2 separate regions of the Anas platyrhynchos genome follow, and region 2 is linked to region 1. A link is a contact called in public Hi-C data. All regions are on one chromosome and are shown on one strand. Each heading gives the region's core, a stretch centred on a gene start, on an enhancer-like site or on the middle of the called end of the contact. The rest is flanking DNA. Distances are from core to core; before and after follow the strand shown.

Region 1 (7,108 bases), core at 3,103-5,602:
CAAATGTTCAACTCAAGTGTCCTATAAAATCATTAATTGCTTGTGGCACCTGCACAGTGTAGCTGCTGAGAAGAAACCCATAAAAGAACAAGGGAGGTTCCTTACCCATTTTTACTATTGTGTCCTCCAGTGACTGTCATATGAGCCTGTGCTTTATGCCATGGACTGGAGATTCAAGCAGCAGCAAGCAGCATATAATTGGTCTTTTCAGCTCTGGGAGAGACAGCATTGCACAGCCAACCTTTGGTGTACAAGAAATGGAGTTCTCCAGCAGGACCCTGCATAGAAGGCACCAAAAAGGAAAGGGGGTCAAAGCAACAGACTGCATGGGGTCCATCTCTTGAGCAAGCACGGCTCTACTGCTGTGTTTGCTGCCTCCTTGAGGCCCTCCTAGAAGGAAGGAAGTGGTTTGATGCTTGGCCACAAGGGCACAGGTGGGTGTCCATTGTTTTGTACCCCACGGTTCCCCCAGGCACTGTGGAGCAACCAGCCTCAGCTGCTGGAGGGACTCTGAGCAGCTTCAGACATCTAACAGAAATCGTGTTAATGTCTGTGGTCAGCCAGGGAAGAGTCCTGAAGTGCAGCCCTGAGACTGAAACCTGAGGCCAGCACACTGGAACAAAGCTGTCTGAAACACTGGGCAGCACAGTAGCAAAAACAGTGTTTTTGTCAATTGCAAATACATACACACAGCTGCACTACCCATGGCACAGCAAACACACAGAAGAAATCAGGGGAATTAACAAACAGCCCAGCCCCCTAGGACATTTACTTACAGTGAGGGCTACCTGCTCTGTTTGTCCCAGGGCTTTTGTGTCTGGCAAGTAGTTGACTGAAGGGAGGCAGGGTGGGTGTCATAGCCATGATATGCTTATTTTGCATACTGGAGCCTATTATGATTGCTAATGTGGCATTTACAACTGAAGGATTAGGTTGTAGAAAAACAAAAATCAGAAAGGAAAAATCAGCTGTACTATATAATCTGACTTTGCAGCTTGACTGAATCAGCAAAGCAAAGAGAAAAATAGACATTTTTGGAAAGCATAAGTACATACAGAATAATCTGATATTAAATAAATATAAAACACATGCACAATTTAAAAATTGAGAAGTCTATCTTAAATGTTACCTTTAAAATATTAACATAGGTTAATATTCATAGTTTACAAAGTGCATAAATGAAGTTATTCATACCCCATATAGATCAGTTATGCATACCTCTACAGTGCCGGTCAATTTAGTTGCTCTCTTCAAATTACTCCTCTCAATAACTCAGATGCAAGAGAAAGGGGTGTTAGCAATCTCATAGGACTGACTTGTGTTTTAGTAATAACAAAATGTTCATTTAAAGACAGTCGGTCTGGAAGTGAAGACGGTAGCCATCTCAACCAGACGGTGGCACTATAAGCACTTACTATCATAAGTGCATTATAAGTAGGGAAAAAAAAAAAAAAAGAGGAAAATAAACGAGTGTAACCACTGCAGTATCATTTTACAGCATTGCATCTTTTAATTTATGAGAAACCTTCACAGATGGCTAAACATACATGAATTGGCTGTGTTATTGAGCCCAAACCATTAGTTTAATGAACAGCATGCTAAAATGAAATAGTGTAATAGTGTCTCATGACATTTTAAAAAATGCTTTCAAAAGGAAAACAAAACCCTTTTTTTTTTTTTTTTTACCATTCCAACATTTTCAAACCGTTCTCAAATAGTGGAGAGGAATCCCAGTGGGCTGCCAGATGACCTGTCTTACCACACCACTAACGTAAGGTCATTGATATCAAAATATATCAAACATATAAAATACAGGGCACTGAACCCAAAACTGTTTCTTGAGCAGATTAAGTGGTGGAGTGTCCTGGATAGCAATCTGGTATAAAATATATAATCAGCAGCAATTTGTGAAACATACAGATTACATGTTTGCCATGGAGTATAAAGCAGAAATTTAAAGAAGACATAAAATATGGGATGAAAGCCTGGCTCCTTTGGTGGCAGTGGCACTTTTCCTGTTGACTTTTGTGTGGCCAAGTCAAAGCAAAATATACAGGGCTTGACTGCTTCACAGAAGTGTGAATCCGTTTGCATCAGCAGAACTGTTCCTGATTTACAAGAGGAAAATTGAGAATCTGGCAGGAGAATCAACCAGAAAAGGTGTCTAAAAGTACAATGAACATTCAGCATATTGGAGGGGAAGAGAAGAAGCATGCAGCCATCTGGACATCACATTAAACAAGTTCCCCTGCTAACAGTGAAGTTATTTAACACTTTCCTCCTGCTTTAATTGCATTTGACACTGCTTCTTCAGAGTCTTCTTTTCTTTCATTCAATGATCATTTTTGTGTAATTATTCCTTAATAAGAAGTATTTTTTCTTTTCCTGGGTTAATCTCCCAACTTTTCTACTTAATTATTTTCTTCTTGTGGGAAGTGGAAAACATCAATTTTTTGGTCAGCATTCCTTCTCTGACATCAATAAATAAAATAAAAAATGAAAACATATTCACATTTATTGCTCTAAATTAATTGATTTCAAAGGATTTACCAAATGATCTCTGCAATGTCACTGCTTTACAGATGGGAAAACATGAGAGAACTCAGAATCAAAACAATGATTTAGATACAGAGCCTGCAAACACTTGTTCATATGAAAAACTTTATGAGAGCATTTGATGTGGCTACTTAGATACATCAAGTTAATTGTGTGCAAAAGTGTTTGAGGACCAGGTCCTTGTCTCCAGCAGCAGCTGTAACTGCCTTCTCAACTGCCTTCTCTGCTCCTTCTCCAGTTTCCTTAAAAAAATAAATGTAATTCTTGAGGAAAATATCACTTTTAGGAGTAGCTCCTAAGAATAAGAAGAGGGAGGAAGGTAGTAAAATCCAAAGCTATGATAAAAATCTTTTTCTCACCTGCAGAAGAATTCAGATTAAGAAATAAATAAAAGATTCTAGTTTCCTCTTTAATCATAAAAATTATGGTTTAAAAAAAAAATCTTTTTCACATTGAAAAGTCAAAAATTTTGTTGCCATAATATTTTCAAGTTTAGTAGCAGCATCATGTTTGGGGTTACACATGAGGTTTTACCACATGACATTTCAAATGCTGAGAGATTTGGCTAATATCAAGAATTTGCATTGATTTGTTCATATCAAACTCATGATTATTCACAAATGAGAAATATAATGAAATAAAATGAGAAATATAACTGAACTATGGGAGGCCATCAGCTATAATTCCAAATCAACCATGTTTTATAGACACATAACTCACACAGGAAAAATCTCAATATGTGGGTTCTTATTCCAGTTCTCCGAAATGACAAACAGCATGGTGAAAGCAACAGTTTGCCAAAGCCTAATGAATGTGAAAAATGTTGGTTCTGTCCTTCCTGGACTTCCTCCAGTCAGGCATATTGCTCCAGAACTTCTGGGACTTGCATCTTCTGTGAAACACATAGCACATAAACCTTCCCAGCTACAGAAGAAAACAAGCACTGCCATCTCAGAAGGAAGATTCTTTAAAGCTGACAACATTACTATGCATACTCACTGGACTAAATCCTGCTCTTAGGAGGGATCGTTCATTATTATGATCGGCAAACCAGCCTGCCCTATTGTGCCTTTATTTTTTTTTCCTCTCTGAGTCAAATAAAAGGCAAAAGCAGATGAAACAGAGCTCTAGTGTTCAACAGAAGGAAAGTGACTGGAGCAACTAAAGCATCATATTTATATCATTTAGTGATCTGAAAAAAAAAAATCATTCTGAAATTAGAACATATTTTCTCTGTAAAGCTGAAATCACTTCCAAATGACATAGCTTTTTACAAAAATATATTATATATATATGTATATATATATATATATATTTACTCCTGGACTAGTGAAAAAATGGGGATTTACCCTGGCTTAGGTTTACAAGATCCAATTATTGCTGTGATCAGTTCCCTCATTGAAACAAAAATGCTCTGAATCAAGGTGAGGGGACAGCGGGTACAGGTCAACAAACATGAACTATATATATGTGTACATGTATAAGTGTAAATGTATATGTATATATTTTTATACATCTTATTTATTTATTTGCTTATTTATTTTTCTTCCTAGAATGCAAAGAAAACTAAGGACATGTCTCAGAGTGAATAATCAGACTGACTATGATTTTCTTTGAGGAAACAGAAAATGAGGAAATGTCATCACAATTTGCTTCTTGATTTGCTTGAAAAAAAAAAAACTTTTACTTCTATTTTCCCATTGAGAAAACACATAACAAAATACATCCTCGTGGGGAGAATGATCTCACTTCTGCACACTCTGAAATGTTAGTCATTCCCACTTCGTTCCTCTTGTTCAACAGCTTACCCTTGCTCAACTTAGGAAAAATTGGTTCAGTGGGACTTGATCAGGCTACCAGATAGGGGTTTCCAGTAGGGAAATAGTTTACATTTCTCTCTGATATTGTACCACTCTACTTGTTGGAGCCATACCATTCAAGAGTTCTTCACTCACGACATTGTGGGCAAGTCGTGATGAATTAATGGACAGCTCAAACTCAAACCAAGATCTTTGTGCAGAAATACATCACAGAAGAGCTTTGATTCAACACAGACTCTAAACAGTTGTCTTCATGTCAGAATAATTTCTCCTGCTTCTTAAGTTCCCTCCTAGATCTTTAATCTTCCTCAGCAGTGGGCATATGAAAAAGGAAGCCCATATGGAAGAATCACACAGGAATCTAGGCAATATTCTAGTTTTGTAATGAACATCATTCAGTAGCAAAATTTAAGCATGTTGTGCTCTGCAAGTTTTGCCTGGTCATCCGTGCATGCTTTCCTGGGGGTTTACCATGTTCTTGCTGCTGGTCAGCAGCAAGACCGCAACTGCTGCAACCAGGAGCAGGATTGGGCCCACGTGAGGTCACTCTCTCCACAAGAGGATTGTGAGAGGTTGTTTCATAAGGGAGCACTGCCAGGAAGGGAACCAAATCATTCTTTCAGGCCTATTTCATGTGCTAATTTTGGATCTTTTTAGTAACCAAGAAAAGTTATTTCTTTTCCCAGATTCAGTCATTATCTTCCTCCTTTTACTGCACTTTTATAGTTCAGGTTAATCCAGATACTATGATATGAAGTGGAATAGCAAACTCTTGTCTGGCCAAGCTCCTTTTCTACGTAGAGCTCAGAGCAGAGCAGCTAGGAAATATGTGTGTGTGTGTGTGTGTGTGTGTGTATATATATATATATATATATATATATATATTTCTGTTTTCTGCCAATTGGTGATGATTCTTCTTCAACTCATGGGCTGCTGGGCAGGGAGAAGCATTCTTCAAGCAATGAACACTGGAGAAGATCTGGAGAGCTCAGGAGGACAGCAGAACCACCCTGCCTGGAGCTGCAGGCAGCATGTGAGTGTCATATTTCTCCTAGAAAACTGGTGCACTGTACAAGATACATGGGTCCACTTGTAAAACAGTCTGTGAAGCCTCGAAAACTGCCCAGAGACAGCCTCCAAATCCCTAGCACTTCACTGCAATACAGTGCAGTAGAACACTCCCAGCGTAAAGCTGCCTCAAAATCAAGTGAGCAGGGGATTTCAGAAGACCATGAAGATCCTGTATATAGGAAATATGCAGATTTCTTCAGGTTTTATTTCACCACATCTGTCTGGAGTCCAGTTTTAACTGGACTCTTAGTTAACTAGGAACAAATTTACTCTTATCTTCATATTAACACTGTAATGTAAACTCTCCAAAAAAATGCTGGTTTGCTCAGCCTGCAGTGTTATGTTCACTCAGCCTTGTTTCAAAGTGTTTTTAGCAGCATCATGATTCCTGGCCTGTTCTTCTCAGAGCCAGGAACACTACAATTCATGGGGTCCCTCGGTTACTGGGTATCAAAGACTCTGGTGATGGATGGGACCTCCTTGTCCTGCATGTACCTTGACAGTGTTTTCAGGCAGATCTTCTCCGTGATATTCCCAGGCACAGAGGTGAGGCTCACCAACATGTAGTTCCCCGGGTTCTGCTTTCTACCCTTTTTTAAAATAGGAGTGATGTTTCCCTTTTTCCAGTCATCACGGACTTCAGCTGGCTGCCAGGGCTTTTCAAATATGATGGAGAGAGGCTGGGCAACTACATCAGCCAGTTTCTTCAGGACCTTTGGATTCATTACATCAGGCCCCATAGACTTGTACCTGTTCAGTTTCATTAGGTGGTCTCAAGCCTGCTCTTCATTTACAGTGGGAGAGACTTTTCTCCCCCAAGCTCCACCTATAGGTTGTCTCTAAAACAAAAGATTTGGGAAGCCTGACCAACAGTGAAGAATGCAGCAAAGAAATTGATGAGTACCTTAGCCTTCTCCATGTCTGTTGTTACCAGTTCTCCCTTCTCATCCATCAGAGGGGGCACACTCCCCTTGGCCTTCCTTTTCTGAGCAATGTACCTATAGAATCCCTCCTTGTTATTCTTTGTATCCCTCTCCAAGCTCAGTTCCACCTGTGCATGGCATTCCTGGTCCCATTCCTGCACATCCGGACAGCATCCCTGTATTCTTCCCAGGCCACGTGTCCCTGCTTTCAATGCCTATGCATTTCCTTCTTGTTCTTCAGTTTGACCAGCAAGTCCACGCTCAACCATTCTGGTTGCCTTCCCTGCTTGATTTCTTACACAATGGAATGGAGAACTTTTGAGCTCTAAATGTCCTTAAAGAGTTCCCAGCTCTGATCAGTTCCTCCATCCCTAACAAGAGTTTTCCTGAAGATATCACCTAGTAATTCTTTAAACAGCTAGAAGTTCACTCTTTGGAAGTTCAGGGTCCTGACTTGGCTCTTTACCAGGCACGTATTTCACAAACTCAACCAGGGCATAGTCTCTGCAGTCCAGACTGCCTCCAATCTTCACCTTTTTAATAAGTTCATCTGCATTGGTGAGCACCAGGTCCAATAATTTTTCTCCTCTTGTTGGCTTATCTTATACCTGGACCAAGAAGTTATCACTGACACATGCCAGGAGTCTCCTGGATTGCTTACTGGCTGCTGTATTGCTTTCCCAAAAGACATCCATGTGGTTGAAATCCCTCATTAGTTTGAGAGCCTGCAAGCAGGAT
Region 2 (7,108 bases), core at 1,443-3,942, 130 kb after region 1:
GATTCCAGGGCATTATCCAGGCTAGGGCACTGCTTCAAGTTATTAGTTTTACAGCCTGCTAGTAACTACAGAGAGCAATTTATATAATTACGTCCTTGCCACAAAAGAGCTTGAAAGCTGGGTGAAAGGAGAATGGGAACGTATGACAACACTGCTGGAAAAGAGATCAGCTGGGGCAGTGGGACAGACAGCGGGGTCAGAGACACCCTTGGTGGAGAGATGTTCAGCTAAGCGGGCACCTCGCTTCATCCCTGCTCCCAGCAGCCCCCCAAATACCTCCCCTCTGGTGCCACCAGCAGCCAGCCACCAAATGGGCACATCAAGCATGCTGCCCATGGAGCAGCCCCTGCTTCCTTTCTAGGAAATGCTCTCAGGGCTCAGAAGGAGAGTTCCTGGAGGCTGAGGAGGAGCCCCTGGGGTGTCTCTGGGGACAGGTCGGAGCCCCCCACGTGGCCCCGGTCACCCACATCGCGCCTCCGGGTACCACACCTGCCAACCAAAAGCACCAGGGGAAATGATGAGGGTTTACACTACAGATCTCTGTTTAGGGCAGCATTAGTCATCTGCTGTGGGTGTGATTCAGGACCAAAGTTAGCTGACCAAACTCCCTATATAGTCAAGAAAGAGACCAAGAAAGACGGGGGTGTGATCCAATGTGCCTACGCTACATGCCTAAAGTAAAACAGCGTCAATGCTGCCATTGTATACACAGAGGTATTTTAGTTTCTGGCTGAAATGAATTTTCTGTGGCATCTGCAAAAGCAAAACAGTCTTTTAATACTTCATCAAAGTGGTTTTCCTTTTTCTGCCACCAGCAGGAGGTATCACACGTGTTTTGCTGGTATGCACTCACCGCCAATAAACAGCACCACTTTGGCTGTACTTACCAGGTGTTTGTGAAGGTTTTGTGCAGAACCAATCCAAAAACCAGCCCAAAAATGGCACTGCTCTTCACCGCCTCCAAAGCAGGGCTGGCAAAGAGTGCTGCAAGGCAGATCACAACAAGAAGCTTTTAAAAGACCTTAGAAATCCAACGCAAATACACTGACATGAAAAAAGTGAGGGCAACGACAAAGGTGCAAGACCCCTGCAAGTTCCTGTGAGCTCAGGTCATGGCAAATAACGGGAACAAGGGAAAACCCTGAGCAGCCACAATCACCACGCAGGTGATGGCAGCAGAGCCTGAAAGGCAAATGCATCCGGGAGATAAAGAGTTAGGATTAGTGAAACACAAACGACAGAACAACTGAATCATAAGTACATCTGCAGAGACACAGGTCACTTACTGCCAGCTGTCAAGGAACTGCGTAAGAAAGAGCTACTATCTTTAGTTATCCATCATCTGTGGAGGCAGAGAAAATGATGCAGTGATGCAGCAGAGATAGACAAGGGTAAGTAAGCATCATAAAAGGTTCATCCACCAGGGAGGAAGGGGCAGGCTGTCTAACCTAACATTAATATTGGCAAAGTAACAAGCCATTCAATTTCTGGGCATTTCTGAAGTTACAAAGAGCACAGCCAAAACTTTGACATGTTCTTATCAGTTTTCCTAATTCCCTTGTTTCCTCCTCCATCAATCACTTTCCTTCAGACTGTGTTGCAGATTCTGGTTCTCCATCCCTCCCCATCCCGTTAAGCCCGCTTCCTGCTGACTGAAGATGCTTGGGTGTTTGTATCAGACAGCTCACCCAGCGATACCGCTATTTTCTCTTTGGAACAACCAAGCCTCTATCTATTTCCAAGCACACTTTCATGATCGAAGTGATGCAATCTTCCAGTTAGCATCCATCAATTGTTCTTAAACAGTTCACTGGGAGTATTTGTTATTGGCAATTAAGCTGTGTTGCTCACATAAATTTGCATGCCATTGTTTCAATTTCCTGACCGGAGGACAAGGTGAATAAATTCAGTGCTAATATTAACAGTGTGATTTTCCATTTGCTTCTGCAAGTACTTGTACCTGGAGCTTTGAGCTAATTGCTCTCTGAGCCGCCATGATAGCATGCCCCAGCTGACCTAATGGATATGCAAATGGAAGGCAAGAACAGTTAAACAAATTTCCTTAGCCATATGGACAAGTATGAGTGGGTTTTCACTTTACTACTAGCTACCCAGTTCTCCGTCCCTACAGTTAGCTTGCTTTCACACGTGTTGTCTTCCTAGTTCTTTTCTTTGTACAGCTTCATCTCATGGCCATTTCCCCTTCTTCCCAGATTCATTCCCAGATTCTGCTACTAACAGTAAAACAGCAAACCTGCTGCTTTACCCATGCTGCTCTCGCGTGGTCTGAGGCAGGGCAGAAGGGAAGCCTGCCATGCAAGCAGACGATCTGCATGGCCACCAGGGAACTTCTGCACTGCTTGGCTGGCTTGGCAGCGGGCTCAGCACCAGCCCTCAGCCCATCAGCAGTAGTCATGCTGAGCTTTTGATGCCTAGAAGCTGCTTATCTGATGTGTCCACACCTAGGACCATTTTGTCCTTTCCACAGGGGTCAGTTGTAAAGATAAGCCTGGCAAATTTTCCTGGATACTTTCAGTAAAAAAAAAAAACGCGGAGGGGAATTTTCAGAGTTGAGTGTTACTATAAAGGAAATGTCCTTTATTTCTTAAGGGAAGGGGTGTGACTTGTGGAACAAATGCCCTTCAGCTAAACGTCAGCACCATGAGCTATCAGCAGGCACCGCGTGTTTTCCAGGCATGCGCCACCCCACCAGGATTCCACCTTCTGCCCATGCAACAAGCGGGAGCTCGCCTTTCTTCAGGCGGGACGCTCTCAGAATAAACCTTGTGAGGCAAGCACGCCTCTGGTGCCGCTCCATCAAAGCAGGATCTACACACACACACACACCAATAAATAAATAAATAAATAAATAAATAAGGTTAGAGTGAAACTCCACGCATATCACAGCATCATGGGATGTGTGAGGTGGGAAGGGACCCCTGGAGGTCACCTGCTCCAAGCCCTGCCCAAGCAGGGCTACCCAGCGCAGGCTGCCCAGGGCCATGTCCAGGCGGCTTTTGGAGATCCCCAAGGAGGAGCCCCCACAGCTCTCTGGGCAGCCTGTGCCAGGGCTCCTCACCTGCCCAGCACAGAAGCGTTTCCAGATGTGCCACAGCCGTTCTAGTTGTATATCCTTTCTGGCTTTCAGAGCTTGGCAAGGTAGATGTATTAAAATAATAGCCTGGTTTTCATAGCCCTGCTGTCACAATCACATCTAAATAGCGTCTGGGGATACAATACTATCTCTTTATATCTTTTATGATCTCTTACTACAGCAAACACAACATGCAGAGATATATAATAGGCCTAATAATAGAAATCAGGAACTTGAGCCAGCGATGCAAATCCCTACTGTCAGGAACAGCCCGGGCACTTTACAAGATGCAAATTTGCCTCGTGTTCCTGCAGCCAGGCAGTTGGCTGATGACTGGGGAGCCAGGCAAGGGTTTGGAGAGGCCTGCGCTGAAATTTCCAGCACAACCACAGCTTCCTGCATGACCTTAATCTAGTCACTTAATTAATCCTGTCGATCTGTTTACAGTTGGTAAAACAAGAATGCATGCTTTCCCTATCAGAGGGTGATTACGAAGGTAAAATCCCTTAATTGCTGTATGGAATGAAAGGTTTTGAGGGCTCTGGCAGCCTCTGGCAGGACCGTAAACACAGATTTCACCCCTGAGTCTGCAGGCACAGGTCAGACAAATGGGCTCACAGCCAGGCAGAGCCGCCTGTTTTGGGGCAGTCGGACGCTGTTTTGGTTGGAGCTGCCACGGATTTAGAGGCAGCCTTACACCCCGGCTGTTCATCGCTGTTTCTAAATCAGCATAGCTGTGCCTGTGCAGACATCTAGTTTTAGGAGAGCTGTAGAGCTACAGCCTCAGAATTAACAGTGTAAAGATTAGTTAAACTGTTGCGCCATCTATGTTTGGACAAGTCCCGTGTGAGTATGCTCAGCCACCCCTGATGGGGCACAGCTCTCACCAAAGCTCATAGCAATGAGCTCTGGGGGCTGACGTGGGTTTGGGGCGTCGTCCTTGTGTTGCAGGGGCATTCACATTTGGGTCGGCAAACCTGCAAGTCTCCAGCGATGCTGTGATGTTCCTTCAGCTGCCAGGATCAACATCAGGCTCCATGCTTGGCCATCTGCAAGGGATAAATAAAAACCTAGTCAATAAAAGCAAAGCTTGTCACAGACACCGAGGGAGTTCTGGCTGCTGCAGGCAGGAGAATCAGCTCGTCATTCCTCAAAAACAAGAGACACACAAACACATTTTTTCCTCAAACGACTGCCCTTTTCACCACTTGCTTTTTAAAGCGCTGTGGTTTCATGCTCCATTTTCTGCACTGCCAGCCATCCCTATTTTATAAGTCTGCTTCTTTTCCTTGTTGCCCCCTCTGCACTGTCCTCCTCACAGCTGAGCTGCTATCACTACAATAAGGCCATACTGGAGATAACAGAATCACTGCCATCAGCAGAGGTACATAACATCCTTCCAACAGGATGGCTTAGGGGGGAAAAGGGTTTCAGAATGAACATTTGGTTTATTTCTTTCTTACAAAAGCTTCCCACTGGATTTTCACCCTAAAAAGAGGTGATTCAGATCATGGTACCTGTCAATGCCTCGTTTTAAACACACACAGAGCCTCTTAGAGGCTCACACCACGCAAACTCCAGGCTAACCATTTGCAAACACAGTCACTGCATTGGCACTCAGCAGAGGAGCTCTTTGTCCCGGCCAAATGAAGGGCTCTGCACATACCCAGAAGTACCTGTGAACACCACCCATGCAGCCAGCTACTGTTCTGCGTGCACATTAGCAGCCTGAGTGTGAACCTGGCTCTGAATTCAGCAATTCTTTCGCTTTGCTTCTGTTGCTCCTCCTTCAGTGCTTTCCCCTTCCCCTTCTCCCAAAGGAGGGTATGCGGTCTATTCACCAGCTTGTGTCCAAAACTGGCACCTCTTAGAAGAGCAGGTAAGTGCCAAACAGAACCAGCCTCTCTGCTCCAAGCTCCAATCCCTCTCCTCCACTTCCCTATCTCACTCCCATGGCAAACCCTCAATTCCCAGTCACTTTTGTTTTTGCAAAAGCATAATTTGATCCCACTCCTTCTGCTCCTTCCTCCTTTCCCCAGTGGTTATGACAGTCATGTAGTCTGTCATGGGTCACAGAGACCCACTCCCAGACCTCAGCAGCCTCTCTGCTTTACACACAATAACCTCTGGAAACAGCATAGAAGATGATTTTGCATCAGCAAAGAGATTTCTGGACCGTGTACAGGCAGCAGCTGTGGTGGCTCCCATGCAGGGCTCTGCCCGTTCCTCCAGCCATGAATGGTGTGCTCCAGATGCCTCCAGGTGGAGAGAGAAGCTGAACAGACATAATCAAGACCACAGCTTCAAACTTCACCCTTAACTGGATTTGGTCTCATCCTCACGCTTACCTCTGCTTTATAGGCCCCTGCCAAAGGAGTGCCCCGCAGCTGAGCGCTGGAGTTGCAAACAAGGCAGATTTCCCAGGGGAGTTTCCCAGAGGTCCAAACAGCAGCGAGATATCCAACCCTCAGTGGCTTTCAGCCCTGCCCATTACTCAAGCGTGGTGCATTTCAAAGCATATTTCAAAGAAAGCTATCTTTCTGGAAAGGTACCGAGCTGTTAACTATCCGAAGTTGGTTACAGAGTGTGGGGGGGAGTTTGCAATCCATTAATGACTCCAGAATCACTCAGCAGCAACACATCCGAGGGAGGCTGGGAGATATATGAGCTGCTTGTGAAAACTATTTTATTGTGAAAAGTGTTAAAAGCATCCTTTAAACTGCTCCTCCTTGGCAGGTTTTATTAGCAATTCATTTCTGTCGCACCTCAGGTCAAGCTACTGTGGATCTTGCAGCGATTTTTTTTTTTTTAAACGTGTTTGTGTTTAATTGGTGTCTCAAAGAGTGTTTTGAATCCTGTGCATGCCCAGCGAGCGGCTGTCTGGCTCCTCTTCCAAGTTGGCCTCCACAGGGAAGAGTGAAACTTAACAGCGTTTTGCTTCATGTGACTGCAGTTACTAAAGGACCACTGCCACACACTGGCAAACTTTGAAATCTGTGTTTTCTTAACATCCCACTGACGTTTTTTTCCATCCATCATCTCTGCTTCCCCAAGGATTTGAGTGGAAACAAAAATTTCTCTTTTCTTAGCCGGATTCCTGCCTTTGCCTGATTAAATTAGAGGTGCTGCACAATCTGCTCCGCAGGTGGCACCAAGCTTCATCACCACAAAACCTGCTGGTGAGACCTGCAGTGGAGCTCTGAATTTAGGCAGGTCTCTGGGCAAGCAGGTGAGGGTCTTCTGAGACTCGTCAGCTCCTGAGAAAGTCCTGGTGCTGTACCACAAGGACAGTCCCAGTTCAAGGATAGCTTGCTACCAAAATCTCCCTCAGGCTTTCAGTGCTCTCTCTGTACAACTGTTCCTGAGAATATGATTGAACTTGTCCTGAAGAAGACATTAACACAGGCTGACAAGAAAAACATCACTCAGGCTTTGGGTTCAGCTTGTGCCGACACATCTCAGGCATCAGGGAAGGCCGAATCCTGCCGTGACTCCTGGCCCAGACAGCTGGGGCTGGGGTTTCTCTTCAGCATCTCAACTCCATCATTTTGTTCTTCCTCCAGCTGGGTGTTATCACTGACACCGGCCTAACACACAGATCTGAAGAGATAACTCTGCTCTCGCTTTTATTAGCCAAAGCAAATGGCTTACAGTCATGATTACAGAAGTTGGTATAATTGCTTTTGATATCCCGATGTGTTGTTTCCATGAGATTATTTCGCTTTATCAGTTTTCTAGCTGGACTTTTTCCTTCCCTGAAACAAATGTTCACTACCTTTCGTCTTGCTGATAAGAGGTCCTCAGAGCTGTCTGCTGAGTGCTATGGTCTGCAGAAAAAGCTCGGTCAAAACCTAGCAGAAGTTAACAGGACTTCAATGGAACTGAGGTCCCCTTTGAAATATTGTCACTTTGACTTCTATTTTAAAATAGTTTCAGTTTCATTCTGTAGTAATCCTGGAATTCTTTTTGTTAACCTCAGATGACCTATCTGAGGCTGGCATCACTTCTTTGACC

What was found. Hi-C and Micro-C count contacts between places; a contact is called where the count stands out from the background.
Region 2: a contact with region 1 is called in a Hi-C map of liver, with 7 times the contacts expected there. The contact joins two enhancer-like sites. A contact is called at or near these places in 4 of 8 Hi-C or Micro-C datasets (F1 follicle, liver, skeletal muscle and 1 more).

Annotation. Positions count from the first base shown.
Region 1 is chr1:113,251,324-113,258,431 of IASCAAS_PekinDuck_T2T, forward strand. It overlaps LOC113842328 (a long non-coding RNA gene), which reads right to left. Exons shown (of 4, transcript XR_005262745.2): 2 at 106-278. Among named protein-coding and RNA genes, the nearest start is that of ERG, 36 kb to the left of the region's middle. Within about 2 kb of position 4,353, at least 2 of the 8 cell types and tissues checked have an H3K27ac peak or open chromatin away from gene starts, as enhancers often do.
Region 2 is chr1:113,387,664-113,394,771 of IASCAAS_PekinDuck_T2T, forward strand. No RefSeq gene overlaps it. Among named protein-coding and RNA genes, the nearest start is that of PSMG1, 45 kb to the right of the region's middle. Within about 2 kb of position 2,693, at least 1 of the 8 cell types and tissues checked has an H3K27ac peak or open chromatin away from gene starts, as enhancers often do.